Linked DNA regions of Mus musculus: regions 1, 2, 4 and 5 are each linked to region 3. The links are chromatin contacts, called in public capture Hi-C and promoter capture Hi-C maps. All regions are on one chromosome and are shown on one strand. The core of a region is the stretch at or near the end of the contact, and the rest is flanking DNA. Distances in the headings are between cores, read along the strand shown.

Evidence for each region. Promoter capture Hi-C pulls out the DNA fragments that hold promoters and counts their contacts. Capture Hi-C pulls out chosen DNA fragments and counts their contacts.
Region 1: a contact with region 3 is called in a capture Hi-C map of macrophages, with 3 times the contacts expected there. The contact joins the promoter of Rpl13a here to the promoter of Kdelr1 in region 3. A contact is called at or near these places in 3 of 39 promoter capture datasets (cranial neural crest, embryonic stem cells and liver), 1 of 115 datasets of contacts at active chromatin or transcription factors (memory CD8 T cells) and 1 of 9 other capture datasets (macrophages).
Region 2: a contact with region 3 is called in a promoter capture Hi-C map of adipose tissue. The contact joins the promoter of Ldha here to the promoter of Kdelr1 in region 3. A contact is called at or near these places in 1 of 39 promoter capture datasets (cranial neural crest) and 1 of 9 other capture datasets (adipose tissue).
Region 4: a promoter capture Hi-C map of pre-B cells shows a contact between it and region 3. The contact joins the promoter of Scaf1 here to the promoter of Kdelr1 in region 3. A contact is called at or near these places in 2 of 39 promoter capture datasets (cranial neural crest and pre-B cells), 1 of 115 datasets of contacts at active chromatin or transcription factors (memory CD8 T cells) and 2 of 9 other capture datasets (adipose tissue and liver).
Region 5: a promoter capture Hi-C map of pre-B cells shows a contact between it and region 3. The contact joins the promoter of Aldh16a1 here to the promoter of Kdelr1 in region 3. A contact is called at or near these places in 4 of 39 promoter capture datasets (the HPC-7 cell line, cranial neural crest, liver and 1 more) and 1 of 115 datasets of contacts at active chromatin or transcription factors (astrocytes).

Annotation. Positions count from the first base shown.
Region 1 is chr7:45,126,605-45,130,102 of GRCm38.p6, reverse strand. It overlaps Rpl13a (ribosomal protein L13A), which reads left to right and starts at 1,358. Exons shown (of 8, transcript NM_009438.5): 1 at 1,358-1,403; 2 at 2,535-2,607; 3 at 2,829-2,894; 4 at 3,011-3,112; 5 at 3,309-3,394. The coding sequence starts at 1,389. Snord34 (small nucleolar RNA, C/D box 34) reads left to right here and starts at 3,435; the gene lies at 3,435-3,498. Snord33 (small nucleolar RNA, C/D box 33) reads left to right here and starts at 3,158; the gene lies at 3,158-3,239. Mir5121 (microRNA 5121) reads left to right here and starts at 3,112; the gene lies at 3,112-3,185. It also overlaps Snord32a.
Region 2 is chr7:46,843,674-46,847,183 of GRCm38.p6, reverse strand. Ldha (lactate dehydrogenase A) reads right to left here and starts at 1,380. Exons shown (of 8, transcript NM_010699.2): 1 at 1,267-1,380.
Region 3 is chr7:45,871,343-45,874,662 of GRCm38.p6, reverse strand. It overlaps Kdelr1 (KDEL (Lys-Asp-Glu-Leu) endoplasmic reticulum protein retention receptor 1), which reads right to left and starts at 1,823. Exons shown (of 5, transcript NM_133950.2): 1 at 1,562-1,823; 2 at 804-904; 3 at 462-620. The coding sequence starts at 1,652.
Region 4 is chr7:45,014,636-45,017,804 of GRCm38.p6, reverse strand. Scaf1 (SR-related CTD-associated factor 1) reads left to right here and starts at 1,556. Exons shown (of 11, transcript NM_001008422.1): 1 at 1,556-1,725.
Region 5 is chr7:45,153,003-45,156,492 of GRCm38.p6, reverse strand. Aldh16a1 (aldehyde dehydrogenase 16 family, member A1) reads left to right here and starts at 1,957. Exons shown (of 17, transcript NM_145954.2): 1 at 1,957-2,101. The coding sequence starts at 2,012. Pih1d1 (PIH1 domain containing 1) reads right to left here and starts at 2,190. Exons shown (of 10, transcript NM_029406.4): 1 at 1,953-2,190; 2 at 94-187. The coding sequence starts at 183.

The DNA.
Region 1 (3,498 bases), core at 109-2,608, 740 kb after region 3:
AGGGGGGGGAGGGGAGCGGCGAGGGGCTGGGCTGGGGGCGTAGATCAGTGGTAGAGTGTCACGTGAGAACTCCAGTCCTCAGGGACCATTGATCACCCCCTTTTACAGAGGATACTGAGGCGAAGCAGGAGTCACCCGACAGACACAGCCTGGACACACAGACATTTGGGTGGAGACTAGCCCCCTTTTGGACCTCACTGCTCCGACCCCGCCAGCTCTTTGCCGAGGATGGAGACATCACAACTCACCAAAAGTCCCACTCACCCCATTCTTGCCCCCATGTACTTGTATATAATTTTTTTTTTTTTAACCAGCTCATCCGGGTCTGTCTGTGGATAGGACAGGGAATAGGTGCACCTTTTAGGTTTCAAAATCTTGGTTTGTTGGCTTTCCAGAAGCTGAGGCAGGATCTTAAATTTAAGGTCAGCCAGGATTGCAGAAATCTTACGTCAGAAACCCAAACCAACGACAAAAGATTCTATTTGTTTTCCGAGGCCTCCAGTAGCCCAGGGTCAGCACAGGGCACGCCCCATGGGAATTTGATGTGCAGACGCAACTCAATTCCCCAAAACCATAGCCCCAAAGTGTAACAAGCAAGCAAACGGTGCTGGCACCTACAGGAGGACTCGACTCAGGCTCGGCTGGTTAGGGAGGTTTTCAGGACAAAACGAGTCTTTGATAGCCAACAGTCTTTTGGTTAGTTATTTCCCTTCGGAGGCGGGCGGTTAGAGGCGCACAGACGGGAGGGCAGCGCGGACAACAGTCACGGAAACAAAGGCCTTTGGGGATAGAAGCGAGTGAGGGCGTCTGCGTCTCGGGACCCTCAAAGCCCCTCATTCACCCCATCCTCCTCCATCCAGGAAGGCTTCCTCCACCCGTTGGAAGGCTTCCTCCACCCGAGACTCCCAGGTTCAGGACAGCCAGCGATGGTCAGCCCACTGTGGGGTTGAGGGGAGGGACCGCTGCACGAGCAGCTCTGAAGGGCCGACAGGGACTATGCTCGCCCCCTCATGGACACCACATGTTCTGCAGCCGCCATCACTTGATGGGAGTAATGGCGCTGCACATGGCAGACACCGGAACGGAGAAGAGCGATCCCTTCAAATATGGCGGCTGCGGCTTGGCCGGCATTGTACGGCTGAAGCCGCTCCGAAACCCACGTGACATCCCGCCCCGCACAGTCATGGCCGCCAAGAGCCAACTCAGGCGACATTCTGATTGGACAAAATAAAAATGGCCCGCCTCGATAGACGCGCACTCACCGCTTCGACCAATTAGAAGACGGAAACTCTTCGGTTCGAGCCGTCTGCGTCACTTCCTCCGCCCCTGCAGCAAGGGATAAGAAACCCTGCGACAAGACCTCCTCCTTTCCCAGGCGGCTGCCGAAGATGGCGGAGGGGCAGGTTCGGACTCTGCGCGCGCCGGGCGGTGTGGGGTCGGGTGGGTGCCAGGCGGGAGCGCAGTGAGGGGCCACTGCTCCCCGCCGCTTGTGCGATGGGACTTAGCAAACGTCTCACGCGAGGGGACTGTGTAACGGGCGTAACAAGCCGCGGCTGCCTAGGTATGGGGCGATGGAAATGCAGCGGGTTTTCTGGGGAAGACGGGAGTGGGGCTGGGGTTCCAACACCAGAAACAACTTTTACAGGTTGTAATCTCAGGCGTTGGGGTGCGGGGAGCTTGCAATCTCTCATGCCTGGTGTATGTATGTAAGATAAGGAGAAACTGTCGCAGGCTCCTGCTTTGCATGACTTTAGGGCACCGGATTCCTGTAACATCTGATCTGAAGGCTTGTAGGCCTTTTGAGGGTGTTTTCGGTGTTCTTCAGAATTGGGGAGATTGATAAGACAGACTTTAAATATTACTTATTCACCCGACTGAAGCAGGAACCTCTTCATTTTGAGGCTGGTCAGGAATTGCCTGTACCTTCCTCCTGACTTTAGATTCCTTGACAGGTTGCTGCTCAGGAAGTAAATGGTGCTGTTTGGGACAGTTTTGCCCTTTAAAAAGAACTTGGGAAGTTCCGGAGACCCTCCAGTAACAGCAATAAACAGGGTGGCTGTGGAATGGGCTTCTTCTGTAGTTTGGGTTGGGATGCAGACATGTGCCTCCATGCCTGAGACGGGATTTAGCTTTGTAATCCAGTCTGCACTGCTCAGAATCACAGGACGATGTGTGCTTAGCTAAATCGGGTTCTTTTGAGTGCATATAAGAAAGGTTCTGCTTGAGCATCTGAGGATCCGATGAAAAGTTACAACAGGCTAAAGTCTGAAAGCAGGTCTGGTCAATTTTGGAGTGAACGGTGTGCCACTGGATCCCAGCTATCCTGGGATTTGAGGCCTGGAAGGGTTAAATGAAGTTCCATTTTAAAAAATCAACTTATATACACAATAGGAATCCTATGCCTGCTGAGGCTTTGTTAGTACTATAGTGGCCCTTTGGGACACTTGCTTCATCTGGGTAGTAGGCATCCTGACGGGTTGCTAACCTGGAATAGGGGAAGCCAAACTGTTTCCTAAGCATTCTTGTTTCCACAGGTTCTGGTATTGGATGGCCGAGGCCATCTTCTTGGCCGCCTGGCGGCCATTGTGGCCAAGCAGGTACTTCTGGGTAAGTTTCATTCACCATTTACCTTTGCCTGGGAGTCCATGATGAGCAACACTCACCATCTTTCGTTTGAGTCTCACGACTGTGAGATCAACCCATGCACCGCTCTGAGACTCGCCAGCCCCTGCTTTCTTGGGACCCCTGGCCTAAAAATACTTTTGGAGCAAGAGATCTGCCTTCCAAGAGGCTTTGCTGACTAATCTCCAACTCCCTGTTAACTCTAGGCCGGAAGGTGGTGGTCGTACGCTGTGAAGGCATCAACATTTCTGGAAACTTCTACAGAAACAAGTGTGAGTTAGGGCTGGGGCAGTGGTCTTCAGGCGGGCTGTTGCCTTGCTCCTGGACAAGCAGGCTATCTGCTCTGCTCTTGGGTCCAAGGGTGCCTCACATACTTTTGTCCTGACAGTAAAGTATCTGGCCTTTCTCCGGAAGCGGATGAATACCAACCCCTCCCGAGGCCCCTACCACTTCCGAGCCCCCAGCCGCATTTTCTGGCGCACTGTGCGAGGTGAGTTGGTGATGTGGTGACATGTAGGACAGGGTAGGCTCTGGCAGCTTGTGATGAGACATCTCCCACTCATGTTCGAGTTGCTCGACTATGAGATGACTCTACATGCACTACCATCTGAGGCTGTTCTAGCCCTTGCCCTGGGGTCAGACGGGGTTCTCAGCACCTCTGATGAGGCCCGCTGTTACCCCCACAGGCATGCTGCCCCACAAGACCAAGAGAGGCCAGGCTGCCCTGGAGCGCCTCAAGGTGTTGGATGGGATCCCTCCACCCTATGACAAGGTGAGCCTTGCAAGCCTAGCCTTACAGCCTCTGCGTCCAGCGTCTGTGATGTTCTGCTATTACCTACATTGTTTGAGCCTCATGAAAACCCCACTGGCTGAGAC
Region 2 (3,510 bases), core at 131-2,630, 970 kb before region 3:
CGCCAATAACGGCCACAAGGTGCGACCCCAAGGCATAGCAACGTGCTTAAGCCTGCGCACGCGCAAGCTTCCTTCCTAACCCCCCCACCCCCGCAAGAACCCAAGTTGTATGACCAGCCCAGATCCAGAAGACTGGCAGGCGGGGGAAGGCAGTGCGCGTGCGCAATTTCAGAATCAGGTGTCATATATATAGGTCTAGCGACTGCTGGCCATGGATGAGACCTCTGGCAGGCAGTTCGGCGTCAAAGTTTGGCCCTTACTAGAGCCCAAAGCACAAGCGCGGTGAAGTGGAGCTGGCAGCCACCTTAGCCTGGTGCCAGAGTGAGATCTCAAATGCCACTAACAGGATTAGGGCCTTCACCCACCAGGGCGGGGCCTCATTACCCAGGATGTGGCCGCTAAGGGAAATTTCTTCAGTTCCAAAATGGGGATACAATTGCGGAGGGCCTGAGGCCTGGAGCCCACTCCCACCCCCGCGATGGCCACCTTTCCCAGCAAGCACCATGTCTATTTTTGAAATCGTTCCAAAGTGCAAAAGGACTGGACAAGATCTCTGGGCAAGCAGCCTAGGGCCATCAAGCAGGAATCCGGTCTCCTTACAACCGCTGCTATTTCTAGACAGCCTTGTGAGGTCTCTGCTGACTGGGGGCAGGGCGTGGGGCTCTTCCCTCAGAGAATCTACTTCACGCAAACCTCAAGTCTGTGCTCTATTAGGACAGGGTGCCTCTACTTCCCACCTACGACCCGATGGGTGTCGCAGGCCTCTCAGCTACAGGTTTCCTCCTTCCGTCTAGGGTGCAGAGGAAGGACTGCGACTCTTCCCGCTTCCTCTCCGCACGCAGCGCGCTTAGCACGATCCCCAGTCACACCAGGAGCGAGCCTCTTAACAAAATGCGTTTAGGGCAAGAGCGCCCTATAATCTGCAGGAAACAACCACTCCACCGAGCCCACGCAAAGGAAAATGCAAACCGCACGGCTGCTCCGAAGCACCCGCCCCGGACGTGCCAAGGCTTTTTCGGCCCCCATGGGCTCGAGTTACGGGAGCTCAAGTTTCGCACCGCTCCCTCGCCCCCGTTCGGTGGCTCCCAACCTTCAGGCCAGCCACCCCTTAGTCCTCTTTACACGGGTCTCGCCGCCCCAGGCTGGGTGGGGCCGCCTGCTCAGTTCCCCAAAGCACAGTAGCCCACGCGTGCCCAAATCTGAACACCCTGCACCTCCACCCCGGATAGGGACCCCCTGTGCCGGCAGCGTGGGGCCCAACCGTACCGCTAGTGCACGATGGGGGGGCGACTGGCGAGGAGAAGCAGCGTGGCCCGAGCTCGGCGACAGTGGCTCCAGCACGCAGAGCAGCACGCGGGCGGGGCCTTAAATGGAAGCTCCGCGCTGACGTCAGAGTGGGAGCCCAGCGGACGTGCGGGAACCCACGTGTAGGCTGGGCCGGGGGCGGGCGTCCAGCCGGGCTAGGCGCCACCGAGACCGGGGCGGCGCGCGCAGCACGATGTCCCTGCAAGAGTGGCTCCACGTGTGCTGCGACACCCCAAAGAAAGGCCAACCCGACATGCTCCTCAGCCTCAGAAGCAGGAGCCCGAAATGCATCGATCCTCCGCCTCCTTCACCGGAAAACTTGTGAGACTCAGAAAAAACCCTGGTCACTTTCTTCATTGCTGTTCCCGGCGCCGGGAACAACTCCTGGCAAGCAACAGGCCTTCAGTAAATATTGTGTGAAAGCACATGCCAGCACCGTGCCGGTCTATCCGCCATAGCAGCCTATCAGATGGGCCTTTCTCCTGCCCCACTTCCATCTCCCAAACCATGGGGGGAGGGGGGTGCGGCTCAGCTTCTGATGGCTTGCCAGCTTACATCCATATCTGCCCTCTCCCATGCCATCCCGCAGGCATTTGTGTTTAGCCTTACCAAGGAGTATCAGGGCCCTTGCTTGTTTTCACACACCCCCTCTGCCTTTAAACGTCTTTCTAGAGGTCTCATTAAGCTGTGAGGCCAGTTCCTGTTCCTCTCCCAGCTCCCGATCAACCGTATGTGAATCTTAAGGTACTCCACCACTGATAGGATGTGAAATGGAGTTTGCAACTGCTTTGATTTCCTTAGTGATGGGAAGAACTGTGACTTTCAACCCTGCTCACCCATCTCCCCGGAAGGGATGTGTTCACTGCAGATTAAGGTCTATTACAGTCTTGAGCAAGATTTGAACAAGCTGGTTGCAGGGTGCTGGATATGCAGGGATCATGTGAGAGGGAATGAAGCTCACAGCCCCCCCTTATTTTCGCTTGTCTGTATCCCTTGTGATCTCTTTTATAACAAACAACAGGCTAGGAGTGTGGCCAGGACAGGGACACTTGTCTTGCATACACCAAGGCCTGAGTCCCTCAGCAGAGCGCAAATTTAAAAAAATTAAAAAGTCAAACAGTTGGACCTGGAGAGATGGCTCTGCCATTAATATCACAAAAGCTTGTAACTCCAGATCCAGAGGTTCCAATACCCTCTTGACCTTCATAGAGTCTCTCTCCCCCTATATATAGTTAAAATTATTTTTTTAAAAAAGTCAGAACAAGAGAAATGAAATTTAACTTTTTAAAAGAAAAAAGTGAAGGTGAGTTCTAAGAGACACCAGAGCAAGTAGCAAGCAAGAGGAAGAGGAGAGCCTTGTGGATACCTCAGTGTAGAGTGGTGAGGGGGAAGCACAGGTGGAGATGTAGTAACTACTTGTGCTTATGGTCTTAGATTGGGGGCAGTCCCATGGGACTGAACTATTAACCTGTGGAATACAGTGCTCTAAGCAGAATGTAAACTGGGTTATCAGATGCCCAGGCCAGGTTCATCTGCTAGGAAATTGCTTTGTGCGGAAAACACACGTGTGGAAACCTCATGTGCACACAAGCTCCTTTGACCCCAGAAGGATTCTGGGAAGGGATACTGTTTCTTCCCTTCCCTTAGACCCATATACCCACAGAATGGAAACTCCCTCTTTTCATCACCCTATACTGTGGCCTGTGCACCCTTCAGGGACCCCCTCACAGGTAAGGAGTAGGACTCTGGACCCCATGCAGAACACAGATAGGCCTCCTTCCTCTCAGCAGCATTTGTGCAGCAGCATCACAAGGCCAGCTTCCAGAAAGACCCATACTTTGCACTTTCTTGGTTGCAAAGGGAAAATTCACCCCAGCTCCAGGAAAAATGGGACATCGGTTTAGCTCACTACAATGGTTTTCCAGATGCTGCTGGATGCCCAGGGACCACAAACACAGCTGGAGGCATTGAGGGTGAGGCACAGGGTGCCCAAGGGCAGCTTACAACACCTCAGGTCCCCAGGGCTGTGGGACAATGTTCTTATTCAGTGAAGGATGGGGCCTGCCAGCTTGTTAAATATGTCCCAGCTGGGAGAAAAGCAAGGCAGAGAGCCAAGAGGGGGTGGGGTTGAGAGACAGGTAAGACTCCCAGGAAAGGCCTGTGAAGATACCTCAGGCAGGTTCCATTCCACTACACCAAGACGCT
Region 3 (3,320 bases), core at 574-3,073:
GGACTGTAAGTTCTAGGCCAGCCCCTATCTTAGAAAACCAATAATTGACAGTGCCTCCAGAAGAAAGCACCGGCCTCGCATGCATAAGACCCTAGACTCTATCTCCAACACTTCCTGAGAGGAAAAAAAAAACAAACTAAAAATAGGATGTGTAACTGGGATTTAAACTCACGTGGCCCCACCGCAGAGCTCTGCTTGCCATTCCTAGCCCTCATCAGCCCAGCTCTTGCTGGACTAGGTGCCCTTGGACATTCAGACGACTTAAGGGGTGCCACTCTAGACGCCAGGTACATTAACTGCTCAGAGCAGCAAATGGGATGCTGGGTTGTGATTATGTTCACAGTGTCTGCCACCGACGAACTTAGGCCTTAGCAAGCTGTGTAGAGGAAGACACCTGACAGGGCCTCCTGTCAGATACTCTGCCTCTACCCAACCACCACACAGGCCCAGCAGAAACCTACCTCCAGAGGGGTGAAGTCATGGTTGACCAGGAAAGCCAAAATAGCAGTAGGAACGACGAGGAACTCCACCCGGAAAGTGTCGTGGTTGCCATCATAAGTAGCTTTGAACTTGCTGTAGATCATCCACACCGTGGTAAAGGAACAAGCTATGTAGACCACCTGATAAGAGGGTAACAGGGCATCTCAGCTCACAGGTAGGGCCTCAGGTCACGGTGAGGGAGAGAGAAATCATGTTCCCCAGCCACCTCCCTCAGACCATATGTCTAGGCCCAAGCCTCTTTGGTGACTCCTCCCTGATCCCTGGCCTGGAACCCTGCCACAGGGGGCTGACTGCAACTCTACCTTCATGCAGGTGTTGTAGAGTGAAATGTAGTTGGTGAACAGGTCCAGATATCGGGCAGTGAACACCACAGCAAACAGGACTTGGCTCTTCCCTGAAATGCCTGGTTGAGACAGAGAACGAAGGGCAGGGTGGAGGGAGCTGGAGGTGGGCTACTTGGGGCAATAATAAACTAACATGCAGCGCCTGGGCCAGCCGGCTGGAGCTCTAGACCACAGCGATTCCCCAAGGCCTTTAAGCCTGAGCTCGGCCCTTTTTCCACCATCCACAGGCAGGGGGCAGCCGGCTCCAAAAATACTAGAGACCGAGGCTCTATCCCAGGCTAGGCCTCGCCGGTCCTTCTGTCTCCCTCAGGTCCTCCTGACAGTCTAGACCTACACTGGGACCTAGGGAGAGCCCTGCCTGACTTCAGCCTCCCAGTCGGTCACCTTCCTCCCGCTCCCTTCCTGGCCTTCCACAGTCCACGTCACCAACTCCCAGCCACCTCCCCGCCTGCCATGGCTCCTGGTTCCCAGCCCCGGAACACCCAGAGCTGTCCCAAAGGGTGCTGCAGAAGGTTGAACTGAACGCCCGAAGCCACCCCCACCAAACTATGTGTACCCCTTAGTCTAGGGAAAGGAGCTGACCCCCTGGTGACCCTAGAACTAGAAAAGTGATCCCCAGCAGGCAGTCCGGGAGGACTCTGACCTGCCGAGCTCCAGCCTTCCCGGTGCCCCAGAGCGGCCCGCTCCCGCCCCCTCTCCGCGGGGGGGCCTCTCACCCGCACACGATCGGGACTTCCAGATTTTGAGCAGTAACAAGATGATAGCTAGGAGGTGGGAGAGGTCTCCCAGGAATCGGAAGAGGTTCATGACTGGGGGACTCGGGCAGGGCTGAGCTGGGTGGGGGGGGAGGCTGGCCGGCCGGGCTGCCCCGGAGCTGCGGTGCTGCTGGGTTGAGGGCGGGAGAGAAGCCCTTCGGTAGCTCAGCTCCGGGGAAGGGGCTCTGGAAGGTGAGCCGAGGCCGGAGCTGGTGGTAAAGCTGGCTGGGAGAAAAGGGAGGAGGGCCGAGGTGGGAAGGGAGGAGTCTGAGCTGTAGCGCCACCCCAAGGGCGGGTTGACTGTCTGGCGCCCTCTGGCGCCTGCAACCTGCTTTGCAGAGTCGTATCGAATAAGCCTACTAACTGATGGAAGGGTCTTTAGGGTCCCACATTCCCAGGTGCCTTCTCTTTAGTAAGGAACTGTAGAGAGTTCGTCTAACCTCTGCCCTTAAACAGGAATCCTGAAGTTTGAGTTCTGAATCTAAAGATCCTAGTGCTGTGTTGGGTGATGGTGTAGCCTGTAATCTTAGTACTGGGAGGATGAAGCAGAGGGACCCCCCAGTTCCAGGCCTAGGGCTCCACAGTGACAGTCTATTCCTGCACAAATTATTAATACTAATAGTAACAACAACAAGAATCCTGGAGATTAAGAGGGTAGACTTCTAGCTTTGTCTGTGATCTCTAGTCCCAATTCAGTTAGAAAACCCAGGCCCCACTGCCACACACTCGGGGATCCTGACTGAGCCTACCGCCTCTACAATCCTATCCCCAACAATTACTTTATTGCTCAACATTCTGACCTGGGAATCTACACCCATAACTCCATCCTCCTTCTAAGACCCAAAATGCCAGGTCCTGGCTCTTTCAGAAACTGTCATGACCCGAGTCTTCCCAGGTCTTAGGGCACGAGAAGCAGGGCTCCAATCGACTGCTACAGGCCTAGGTCCCAGCGCCTCTACACATTCATATTCTCCCTCTCTCTTCCCCTCCTCCACCTCTCTTTCTCCACCTCCAACTTCCATTCTCAGGGACCCGGGAATCCTGAAGCACACTCCTCCCAATGTTAGATACTAAGGACTGTCCTACCAGAGGCAAGATGGACAGGTGACTTTATGGGACCTCAGAACCTCAAAAGTAGGGTTATAGTTTAGGATTACTGTGTCTGTGACAAAGGAAGCAGTTTTCCTCCAGGGAATTGTGTACTCAGAGCTGTGAGAGACTAGTCCCTCACTCATCAAGTGGTCCCTCAGTGAGGAACTTGCTCAAGACCTGGCCCCCAGGTATGATCGAGAAGGACTAAGGGAGAATCTGTGGTCTTCGAAAGGAGGGCTGTTATCTAAATTCCTGCTTCTGAGAGAACAGGGCCAGGCATTGGACCCCAAATCTGAAATAGAAGATCCACAACTTGGAATCCAGGGATTCTGGACCCCTGGTTTGGAGGGAGGATGGCTGGGATCTAACCCCTAGGTCACAGAAAATGGTGCCAGAGTCTGGCCACCTAGGCCTGAAAGAAGAGGGTCGAGTATGGACATCTAGGTCTGAGGGAGGAGGGGACTGGGAGCCTAGCCCCATAGGTTTAAGGGGAGGGCTACAGTCTGAGGTAGGAGAACTGGGATCCAGCCCCATCCGTCTAGAGGGAAAGAACTAGGGTCTAGTCCCTTGGGTATGAGGGAGGTGGGCTGGCATCTGGACAACTGGGTCCAAGGGATAAGGGACTTGG
Region 4 (3,169 bases), core at 307-2,806, 860 kb after region 3:
GGGGTGGGGATATGCTAATGACCCTGTGTCCACCCTAAGCACAGCCACGAGCTCTCCTCCTGCAGTCCGCCTTTGGGAGGAGCTATGCTAATAAACCCCATCTTTGGGCGAAAAAGTTTTCTTCGGGGCGGGGATATGCAAATTAAATGTTGCGGTAGTTATTATCTAAGGACCACTGTTTCTGGTAGGTGTGGCTTGGGGCTCCTTCTCAGGGCCGTATATAGGGAGATCTTAGGACAGCACAGGTCTCAAAATTAATCTCCGCCTCCTCCCTGGGATTGTCGCCAAGTTCTCTGCCCCAGCTTCGTTCTAGAGGCTGGCGTCTCGGCCTGTCTATGGACTTAGGCTTCCGGTTCCCGCTGTCCCAGCCAAACGGAAGATAGACTGGGAGGGGAGCTGGGGCCCTGGAGGGGGACAGCAGGGTAACTGGGCAGGACGGGCTGTGAGATCACCACATTCCTAATCCATGAGCCAGTTCATCCTAGTCGGGAAGTCCGGGTCTAGAAGGGCCGACAGCCAGGATTTCTGGGCTTTGGAAGGATGCGGTTGATAGCTCAGACACTGGTTCCTACGAGAGTATTGAGTTAGAGACTTAGATTTCTCCGGTCCGACTCCGGTCCAGGGGGTCGGGAGGGGCTCCTTACTACTACTGGGAAAGCTGGGAGTCTGGACTCATGGGGCCAAAGGATGGAGAGTCTGGGGACCCAGAATTCTGAGTTCGAGGGCATGAGTGCTCCGGGAGGGTTGTGGAAGAATTTAGCACTTACATTTATGTAAGATATGGTATTGACGTCCTGAAAGGGAAGAGGATTGAAATTCCAGAGTCCCAAGGAAGAGGGAAATGAGTCTTCACTCATCTGCTCTGAACCAGAAGACTCAGAGTTTGGATTTTCCTGTCCTGAGTAAAGGAGCTCTGGTTTGACTCCTGAGTTCTGAATTTAATGGAGATTATTTTAAGTTAAAGCCTATTCTGGACATCTTAGAATGAACTTATCTCAAAACAAACAAACGAAAAGAGGACTATAGATATAGTTTAGTGATAACATAGAACGTTTGTCTACCATGTATGAGCATTTAAATTCAATCTCTAGTTCCCCCCCCCCAATAAATAATTTTAGAAGCTGGGCATGATAACTGACGAGTCCCAGCACTGGGGAAACAGAAGCAGAAAGACAGCAGCAAGTTCCAAGCCCGTCTGAGATACATAAGACAGCGTCTCAAAAAAATCTTCTTAGGATTTATAGGAGAAAAAAATTAGAAGGGTTTCATATTCAGAAAGGACGACCATGGGCGGGGTAGCGTCCATCTTAATTGAACTACAATTCCCATGGATCTCAACAACGGAGCGCCTTTTTTACATCACTTCCTGATCCGCCGCCTTTTTCCCCGCGCACGCAGGACACTGAGGGGGGTCGTACCGCGCGCTCCAGCAGCCCCGCCCACTTCACCTCTCACCCCGTACACTGTCCCCCGCGTGACGGAGTCTTCACACGGACTACATCTCCCGGCATCCAGCGCGCGCACTCCACCTCCATGTGACGCATTGATTTCTGGGAAACGGAGTCGCCTCCGGTGCTGCCGGCCTTTCGGAAACCCAGCTGGGTACTTGAAATCCCGGCAAGCGCCGCGGCAATTTGGTTCCGCCCTTCCCCAGCTCAAATCGCGAGCCCCGCCCCATTCCGCCCCGCCCCGCGCCGGGACCGGAGCCGCAGCCCGAGCGGCGGGGTAAGATGGCGGCGGCGGTCCGGGCCGCGGGGCTCGGGCCTATCGGGGTGGGCGGGGCGGAGTCGGGTCGCTAGTCGTCTCCGAGTGTCGCCCGTATGCCACGGGGCCTGGAGAGCGTAGCGTGGCACCTTCGGACCCGGCTGCAGCGGCCAAGGCAGTCTCTGAGTAGGGGGCCTTCTTAGGGCCCCGGACGCGCCCGTGGGTGCCAGAGGGCTTTCGTATGGCCTGGACCGCGACTAGGCCGGCCCTCCTTCCCATTGCTGAGCCTGGACACGTCTGCAGGCGCCGTAGATGGTTTTTATGTGCGACCGTAGGCTAGGGTCTGTTGAGAGGCTTTTGGGGCCATCTTGAGATCTTCACTCCCCCAGGAGTTAAGGGGGTCTGCAGAGTCACCTAGTTCACTGGGGTGTATTTGTTAGGGCTGGGAAGTCTCTCCTCATGCTGGCCTCTGCATTCGGCTCATCTACATGGATCTGGGACCATTTATGAGGCCTGGAAGCTCTCTTCAAGGACTAGGAAGTGTTAAGGTCCACCTGGAAGAAAGAGATGTACTCCCACCTAGGGAGAGGGAAGCAAGCTTTGTGATGTGCCCAGAGGCATAAATGAGTCGCTAAGGTCTGGGAAGTGTTTTATGTGGGGGTGACTCGGAGATAGGGGTGGGTGGGGTAGGGTGGGGTAGTTTGAAGGAACTAGAATCGTCCAATGATTGCAAGAATACAGTCTATGTCTTGGAGGAAATTCAAGTGCTTTTGAAGAGTAGATAAATGTGTAGAGAATAATAACAGAAAACGCTGGGAATTTTATCCAGCTCAAATGTACTTGCCTTTCAGAAAGTAATTAAAAAGAAAATGGTTTCAAACAAAAAAGAACCTGTGTTGTCCCCATGCTGAGGAGTTAGAATCATTCCTGAGGGTCTGTAGAGCTGTCTGGGATCATCTAGTGCAGTGCTCTGCAACTTGACCTTGATAGGAAGGGAAAAAATGCATTATTCGATGAGATTAAGTGCATGCCAACATATGTATTTTACTAATATTACTCCAGTCCTGCAAACTCATGGTTCCATTTGAAACTTGGAAAGTATTTTCCATTATGTTTTATGTACTTTGTGTAATGAGCTGTTTGTGAATCACTAAATTGCTCCCAGAGCCCTGTAATTGAGGGATCACCGATCTCACATGGTCTGCAGAGCCTTACAAGGTCTATGGTTTTGGGGATCTCCAAATCTGCAGCCAGGATCTCTTGGTACAATTTCTTTTCTGTGACAGTCAGTGCTTTGGATAAGATGTGTATCAGACTGTGAGAGAGCATCCTCAGAGCTGGGAATTATTGCTATACAGGGTAGGAAAGTCTTGAATGTTAGCTTAGAGAAGCTTGGATATGGTAGGGGGGCCATCAGTAAGGTATGCCTGAGGGAATCAGGAAGAAGCTGAAGGTTTGGAGAGCT
Region 5 (3,490 bases), core at 708-3,207, 720 kb after region 3:
GGGGCACTCTGGGAACTGAAGCCACATCTCTGAGTGCCAATTAATAATAGATTCTTAAATACCCAGGTTCCCACCAGTCTAGTCAGCCCGCACCTTCAGCAGCAGCTCCTGAAACCGCACCGTCTCTTCACCCATCGACTCTGTGTCGCTTAGTTCTGGTGCCAAAAACGTCGAGTCCGCCATGGCCCTAGGAAAAAGTCCTAGGCGTCCAAAAACGTGAAGAACGTTTCGCAGATAAGCGAAGCTAGCCTACTGTAGGGTCACAGCTGATTCGTTTGCGTGTGTGTGTGTGTGTGTGTGTGTGTGTGTGTGTGTGTTCGATATAGGGCTTCTCTGTGCAGCCTTTCCTGGCTGCCCTGGAATGCTTTGTAGACCAGGCTGGCCTCGAATCCTGCCTATGCCTCCAAAGTGCTGGGATTAAAGGCATGCACCATTACCTCCCGACCAGGACCAGTGAGTACACCCAGGCCTCCACCCAGAATCCCAAAATTTGTCCTGAGAATGGTCTACAGTTCCATTACGATGAAGGCTCCGTTCTCAAGTCGGCTGGGTATCTTGATAGGTCCTGTTTGGCCAATGCATAAATGAAAGCCACACTTCCGGCGTCTGTATAACTAAGGAACTGAAGTAGCCACCGTTAAGCCCACCTCAGCGCCCTTCATCCAAAGCAGGCACCTACAGGGACCACTTGTATGAAAGAGCTGAAGCCACGCCCTCCTAGCCAACCAATCAAAAGTAAGGACTGAGGAGGCCTGCGAAATGACACACTTCCTGAATCAATAAAACCTACATATCTGCCCTTCCCAAACCTCAGAGGTTACAGTACAGAAAGGATTGCCACTCTGAGAACTTTAGTATCTCCTGCTCTTGTCTATCATGAGTTAGGCTCTGGGTCTGATCCCACTCAACACACACCCAGTCTCAATGCTATTAATCGCCCTTTTTTGAACATAATTAATGTTTTTGCTTATAAAGAAGTTATAGAGGCAGAGGAGGCTGGAGAGATAGTTAAACGGCAGAGTGCTGACTGCTCTTCCAGAAGAGGAGAGTTCGATTCCCAACACCCAGATTGCGACTAACAAAGCCCTGTAACTCCAGTTCTAGGGGGATCTGTCGCCTCCTCTTCTGGCCTCCTGGGGAACTGCATGTACATGATGCACAGACAAGCAGGCAAAATACTCATGCACATAACAATAATCTTTGTTTGCTTCTTTTAAAGAAAGAAAAGCATTTGGGGTGGAGAGAAGGCTCAGCAATTAAGAACACATGTTATTTTTGGAGATGTCTGGGGTTAAGCTCCAAACAGCCACAACTGTCATGAGGCTCTCTCCAGCCCAGCGGCTGCATCGCCCTCTTCTGGGCTCCACAGGCACTGCAGACACATAGTGCAAAGACATACCTCAGGGCTGGGCGTGGTGGCGCACGCCTTTAATCCCAGCACTCCGGAAGCAGAGGCAGGCGGATTTCTGAGTTCGAGGCCAGCCTGGTCTACAAAGTGAGTTCCAGGAGAGCCAGGGCTACACAGAGTACATACAAAGAAAGATAAATATTTTTTTAGCCAAGTGTGCTGGCACACGCCTCTAATACCAGCACTCGGGAGGCGGAGATAGGTGGGTCTGTGAGTTGAAGCCAGCCGGGTCTACATAGTTAGATCCAGGGCCTCCAGAGCTCACAGTGAGACTCTGTCTGAAAAACAAAATAAAACAAAACAACGAAAATCTATTTTTTCTAAAGAGTCAAAGTGACAATAGCCGAAGGCCTTCTGCCAGTGCGGGACCCCACCCACCCACCCAACCATGTCTGTTCTCCCCGAAACTACATTTCCCAGCATCCGCCCATAGGCCGCATCGCGCGGCTCTAAAGTAGGCGGGTCACGTCCTATATAGCTCGCTTCCGGGCCCTACGGTTGGCCCCGCCCCTTTGATTGGAGTGGGCGGTGCCGCCCTTCGGACCTCCAAGTTCCTCTAGGTAGACCGTCCAGCAATCCCTCGCGGAAGGCTCCGGGAGAGCGATGGCGGCTACGCGTGTACAGCCCAGTACCCGGGAGATTTTCACGACGCTGGAGTACGGACCGGTGCCGGAGAGCCACGCATGCGCACTGGTGAGGGCTTGCCCCGCGGCCGCTGCTGCCTCCGAGTCCTCTCGGCCGCTTGGGGCGCGCGGGCTCCCGTCATCCACTGCGGCCTTCTCGGAAGCCCCGCCCCTCTGAGCGCGTGATTTCCCCTACAGTGCGGAAGCCTGGGCTGGGCGGCTGGCGGTGGGCGGCGATGGTTGTCCTCGCGGTTTTCGTTTACGGTCCCGAACGCCGCCGTAGTGTTTCCCCAGGACCCTTCAGGAACGGGTGGTCACTAAATCCCCATACCTCTCGCGGTCCTCCTGAGTCTTCACCTTGCTAGATCGTGGTTCCTTGTGGCCCCCGGCACTTTGGAGGCTCGCGGGAACGTTTAGAACCTCAAGTTCGTTTAGAACCCCAAGTTCGTCCAAAACTTGCTATGACTGCTCCCCTTGTTTCAATATCCTTACGGTGCTCTGTGATCTCCTGCCCCTTCGAACGTCATCTGAGTTCTCTTGACCCTCCTAGCCCATCCTATTCTCATTCTCCCTCTCCCCCTCCCAAGTTTAGTGGATTTCTTTGGGAGATTTTCCTGTTTTCGTACTTCATTTATATTATTCCTTTAGAGCCTCCTGGCCCAAGGCTCCAGAACCCTCTTGCAGCCTCATCGGAATGTGGTAGGGTTCCTGGGATTTTCTTTAAAACCAAGGACCAATCAGAATGCCCAGGGTCCCAGAAATTCTTCCAGCATCCAAGCAGGTATTAGGAGGTTGTAGAGTCTTTAGACTCTTAAGAGGAGTCACCACACTACAAAAGGACTCCAGCTTTGGAGGGACAGCATAAAACACTCTATAAAGTTTAGAGTGTTGATCCCAAAGATACAAGGAGAAAGATCACTGACCCGAAATCATCACGGCCAAAGTAATTTAAGCAAGTAATTAATTAAGCTAGCTTTTTTTTGAGGACACAAGCTGCCTCCCCAATAAGCTTTGGTTCTAGAAGTCAGTCCTGGATGTGAGAAAGACAAGGTTTTTATATATAGTTTGTGGATAGGGGGATTTGGCCACCAAAATAGTTGAGGTTACAGGAGCAGAACATACACATTATAATAACCTTCTGTAGTAAAGACATTATTGCAAGGTGTTCCTAAAATGGTAGCCATAACAACCTTTTGAAACAAAGGTAGGGTTGCAAAACAATTATAATATCTTTTTAAGGGCTGGTGAGATGGCTCAGTAGGTAAGAGCACCCGACTGCTCTTCCAAAGGTCCAGAGTTCAAATCCCAGCAACCACATGGTGGCTCACAACCATCCTATAACGAGATATGATGCCCTCTTCTGGAGTGTCTGAAGACAGCTACAGTGTACTTACATATAATAAATAATAAATAAATCTTTTAAAAATATATATCTTTTTAAAACCAAGACATGGTTGAA